Regions from separate parts of the Zea mays genome. Here region 2 is linked to region 1. Evidence: chromatin contacts called from public Hi-C data. All regions are on one chromosome and are shown on one strand. The core of a region is the stretch at or near the end of the contact, and the rest is flanking DNA. Distances in the headings are between cores, read along the strand shown.

Region 1 (2,700 bases), core at 177-2,676:
CTATACTTAAAGCATCAGTTTTAACGGTCATTCCGCGTCATTTTTTTTACAAATAACTTCTCGTAGCTATTTCAAATTAACCTGATACACGCCTATAGATGGCCAAATGGCGGCCCGGCACGAGCCAAACGTCTGTGGGCCATAACTCTGGCCAGGCATGTCATGTCGACCTGCTGACTGTGTCGGGCCAGCTCGTTAGCTCGTCGTCCCATTTGATTAAATCAACATAAAATGTTAAAAAAACGGTGTAGGAGGTGAGGTTTGAACCAATGCCGTGATGAATGAAGGGCGGGACACACTGGGTGAAGCTATCTAACCAGTGGAACATCATGCTTATATATTTTTAATAATTAATATAAAAATATAAATTGTATATATGTATATACGTTTTTTGTAAAATAAAAAAATATAATCGTGTCGGACCGGGCCAATACTACGGGCCGAGGCTACAGCACAAGCACGACACAACGTTCTTGGCTCTTGCAAACATTAGGTCGTTTCTGAGACCACATTGGCGCAATGAACTCAATGGTGTTTGAGGTTGTTGAATTGGATGGAGCAACAATGATTTGTTACACTAACAGTAAAATGAAAGGTTATTTGTTGGTTCTAAACGTTAGTAATTGCTAGAAAGTAGCATAATTTATATGGAGTGCATACAATTTTTATTGATTCCTGACTTTAGCAATCACTCCATATTTTGATCTATCTTTTTTATAAGTTTGAGTTCATGAGACTTATTTTAGAAACTTGAGCCCACAAACTTTCTCTTATTTGGTCTCTGTATGGTGGAATTATATTATTTTATAATCTCTGTTCGTTTAGTGAGTCGTTGTGAACTCTCTTCTAATCGCTCACTTTATTGGTCGTGTTGTACCAAGACATATTGGATGAAGTAAAAATAATATCAGTTAGCCAAATCAAAAAATATTATATGGAGAGTAGAGACAATTAATAAAAAATCTTGAATTTTTTTAGTAGATAATTTACATAGGTATTGTTGTAAGACGTCGCAACGCACGGGCAACCCACTAGTATATTTTATTTGACACTCCCAATATTGTCCAGACGACGAGCCACGATGATCAAAGAGCAGTATAAAAAACTGACTTACAAACAAACAATTTTTGTTTAATTCTTGCGGCAAGTCCCACAAATCTTGGTCCGTGATTTAAATAAAGGCAAAATATTTTGAATAGAAAAAAAAACAAGTCCAGGTCACAAGCTCAGCACCGACCTGCTGAATTCAAAGAAGAAAGAAAAAGAAACGGGAAGCCTTTCTGGACGGATCAAGGCCCAACAGTCCATCTCAGCAGCACAGAGACGCAGCGCGTGAAGCCCACTAAGGGCAGCCGCGTGGCCCACGTCGCGTCGTTCCAACGCAGCGGCGGGAACCGACGTCGGCTCAACCTCCGCCAGCGACCGTGTCGTTTCGTTGCTTTTGCTGAACCTTGGAGGGAGGGACGAGGGCATTCGCGATCCCTGCTGAACCCGCCTTTCCCTCTCCCCATTTTTTGAAAGCAGAAAAAACACAGGCTCACGGACCTCTCCTTGCCGTCGGCGGCGACTTCGCGATGTTCCAGATGCTGGGCCTCCGCGGGGGGAGCCCCAGCGCTGGCGAGGCGACCCCCGTCATGAGCGGGGACGGCGGCGCGGTCGCGGGTCCCGCGCGGCCGCTGCGCCTGGCGTACTGCGACGAGAAGGGCAGGTTCGTGATGGACCCCGAGGCGGCGGCGGCGCTGCAGCTCGTGAAGGGCCCCGTCGGGGTCGTCTCCGTCTGCGGCCGCGCGCGCCAGGGCAAGAGCTTCATCCTCAACCAGGTACGGCGCGCGATGGGGCGAGTTGGTTTTTTCGGGTGACGCCTGGGTCTGTGCGTCGACGGTGCGGTGCGCGGCTACGGTTTCGGCGTTGTTTTTCTGAGATGGATGACCCGCTGGTTTAGTTTGGGGCTTCGGCCGGACCTTTGAAAGTTCAAGTGATAATTTTTGCAACTTGATTTGTAGGGTTTATGTAGAATCTTGTCTTCTAGGGTTTATTGACTCATTGACTGGTGGAATTGTAGCTTTTGCCCGCAATTCGGAAATATGTTGCGAGTTGACAGTGCGAGAAGCATTAGGATAATAGAACTCAACATGCGTGCAACTTTCAGTCAGAGACAGGGAATTGAAATTTAAGGAGTATCAATGTGTGTGGCTTAATTCCTCATGAAATGGTTATGGGTTAAGACGTGTTCATACATTAGGTGTGTGGTTCTTGTTAGCAACATCAGTGTTTCAAAGGAAGTTTATGGACTTAAACCACAATTTGACCACCTTACAGGATTGTGACATATCCCAGTATTAGAATGGTGTATTGCACTTTTATTAGCAAATGAATGCTTTCTCTTGACTGTAGGAGTATTGGCTTTTTGATTGTAGGTGTGTTATCTCCTTTTAAGGATTAGTCCGGTTGTCATCGTGCAATTAGTCCATGGAACCTTTTTATGTTCTGGAATCATATGAACGTTACATTTCCATGCTTGGGTGGTGCTAAGCATAGGATTCTGCAAAACCAAACAAAGAACTCCGTGAGTAATAATTGACAAAAGCTGGTGGGTGCCTAGGATGCGAAAAAAGTGTAGGAAGTAGGAACACAAAAGTTTGGTTAAACATCACTACGGGCTTCAACTTGTTTAAACAGTTATTCACTTATTTGATTTAG
Region 2 (2,700 bases), core at 91-2,590, 140 kb before region 1:
GCTCCATCCGGCGGTCCTGCTGGCGCCGCGCGCGGCCGCGCCGGAGGGCGGCGCGTCAGCCGAGCCGGCGGCGGGCGCCTCGGCGACGGACCCGCCCTTGGCCGGCTTCCTGGCGGCGGGCGGCGCGGACGCCGGGGGCTTGACGCCGAACAGGTCGTTGGCCAGCAGCACCTGGTCGACGGAGTAGACGGCGAGGGGCTGCTGCGCGCGCAGGGCCTGGCCGACGCGGGTGGCGACGAGGCCCGTGGACACGTTGGCCTGGCCGCTGCTGTCGGCGGTGATGTTGAGCGTGTAGGGCCCGTCGGAGCCCGACGCCTGCGTACGCACGGGGTTGCTGGCGGTCTCGAAGGAGTCGAGCGAGTAGAACTGCGGCAGGACGTGGTACTGCACCAGCGACACCTGCTCCTGCTGCGACAGCTTGTTCAGCGTGCCGGGCTTGAGGCTGGAGAAGGCGCTGTCGGTGGGCGCGAACACCGTGTACCCGCTGCCGAACGAGTTGTTCAGCTGGCCGTTCAGCTGCGTGTCCTGCTGCGTCGACTTCATCAGCCGCATGAACGTCGTGTACTGCCCGCCCTTCTCCAGGATCGCCGTAACGTTCGGCGGGCCCTTGTTGGGCGGCGCCGCCGCCGCGGGGCCTGGCGCCTGGCAGAGCACCGCCGGCACCGCCGCCAGCGCCAGGAACGCCGCCGCGAGCAGGCTCCTTGTCCTTGCCGCCGCCATTATTGGTGTCGTGTCGTCACCGCAAACGCAAAGGTGGTGGCGGCGGCGGTGCTCACGGCTCAGTTTCCGCTGAACCTGAGCACGAAACGCAGGGATCCATCGGGGTGATGGCTCTGACGGCGATATATGGGCTTGTTCGCTGCGGCTTTAATCCGACTGCGGCTGCGGCTTCTACAGTATTTTCTCTCTGGTGATTGCAGCTGCAACAGTATTTTGCAGCTGCAACAGTGGTTTTTGTAGTGCAGGCGAACGCGCTCTATACTAATAACGCCCGTGGATCGATCGGCGCGGAGTTGTCAGTCAGCACGTGAGAGGGAACAGTCTGGCAGAGGACCGAGGCATTTGACCTGAGATCTCCCTCCCACTCCTAGTGGAGGATCGAGCAAATTGCGAGTACGAAAACGATTTGTATCGAGTCGATTGGAAGGGATTAAAACTAGCAAAGAGATTATCTTTTTTATAGATCTCCTCTATTTTACTGTTAACAAAGAGATTATCTCTTTTATAGATCTTCTCTATTTTACTGTCTACCAAACCGGCCTTTAGGCCCCTTTGGCAGGGCTCCTAACGGCTTCCCTCTGGCTTCTTTGGTTCTCTAGAGGAGCCAGAGCCGTTTTGTAATTCATTTGACAAAACAGCTTCTCACGAGGAGACCGTAGCAGAGACTGTAATTTTGTGATACATTATTGTGTGCCGGATATAAGGGGCCGATAGAAGCTTGTTTTCTCGTGCTTCGGCTCCAAATAGCAAAACGGCTCTGGCTCTTTGATGGCTCTCTGTGAAGAGCCGTTTTTTTAAGACTGTTTGGTACGGCTTCACGAAGAGATAGAAAAAGAGCCACTGCGATAGCCATGTCAAAGGGAGCCTTAATATCGGTTTTGAAGTCATGAATGGTTGCCAGAGTATGATCAGATATTCAGAGCTACTGTGCCATATTATGCTTAAAGAAACACAAGATCCGTCATAAAAAAAAAGGTTGCTGCGCAGTAGAGCGATAATACTGTTTTCCGCGGAGTCTGAATAACGGTCAGCTGAGCCAGAAACTTGCAAGCTGCTCGGCTGGCATTTCTTTGTTTGCTTAAGATGGATCGTCGCAAGGTTGAGAAACGAAGGCATTCTTTCCTTGCTTAATTGAACGGCCGGCAAACCTCCTGTCTGTTCGTTAAAAAAAAGAAAAGAAAATAAGAGAAGAGAAGGCATTCGTGTTTGTAGGACCCCAAACTGCCATCAGGAGCACTTCAAGCTCAGTTATCTGTGGGTCCAATCCATTTCGTGCCTGCCCACCAACGTATGCAATGATGCAACCAACCGGTCGTCCCACCGCCGAATACGCGCTGTTCAGTTTTTTGCCAGGATGAAGAGAGTTGGAGCCGTCCGTCCCAGCAAGCGGAGCTGGCCGATAAGGAAAGCCAGGTGTACATGCTGTTGGTGTTGGGCCCTGCTCAGCTGAGTGCCCGTACCAACAGGTCCCCTTGCTCGCCGGCAAATATCCCTGTTTGGTGGAGAGTGATCAATGCTAGTAGCTGGCAAGAAAGCCGGCCGGTCTCATGCATTCCGGATCCAAAGCAGCTCGGTTTCACCGATCGATCTACGCCGGGGAATCCTCATTTCGGATCTCGAGACGGACATTTGCATGAACTGCACGCGTCCACGGCTTCTAGTCCGCCAGGTCGCCGGTCGCGTCCACGGCTTGAGATAATTAAGAACGGGCAACCTGTGGACTTGGCCGCATCTTGCGAGGTCTCTTCTCGACTCACTCGCGTAAACTATACCAGTAGCAGCAGCAGAGAAGGCGGCATCAGTGATCTGTGTTCTGGGTAGTATACGACAACCGCAGTCCGCAGAGAGTAGCCGTTACCTTGCCAGTGCAGGAACGCAGGTGGTGACGATAGTTTAGTTTATGCATGCATATGGGCCATCGGTCCAAACATTGATTGCGCAGCTAGTACTCCAACGAAACGATCGCTCGACTCGAACTGC

The links. A called contact is a pair of places that touch in the nucleus more often than the background predicts.
Region 2: a contact with region 1 is called in a Hi-C map of endosperm, with 7 times the contacts expected there. The contact joins the promoter of LOC109941448 here to the promoter of LOC100272243 in region 1. A contact is called at or near these places in 14 of 25 Hi-C or Micro-C datasets (bundle sheath, ear, endosperm and 3 more).

The regions. Positions count from the first base shown.
Region 1 is chr8:70,712,250-70,714,949 of Zm-B73-REFERENCE-NAM-5.0, reverse strand. It overlaps LOC100272243 (Guanylate-binding family protein), which reads left to right and starts at 1,426. Exons shown (of 14, transcript XM_008656297.4): 1 at 1,426-1,820. The coding sequence starts at 1,575.
Region 2 is chr8:70,847,179-70,849,878 of Zm-B73-REFERENCE-NAM-5.0, reverse strand. It overlaps LOC109941448 (fasciclin-like arabinogalactan protein 9), which reads right to left and starts at 1,340. Exons shown (of 1, transcript XM_020542414.3): 1 at 1-1,340. The coding sequence starts at 720.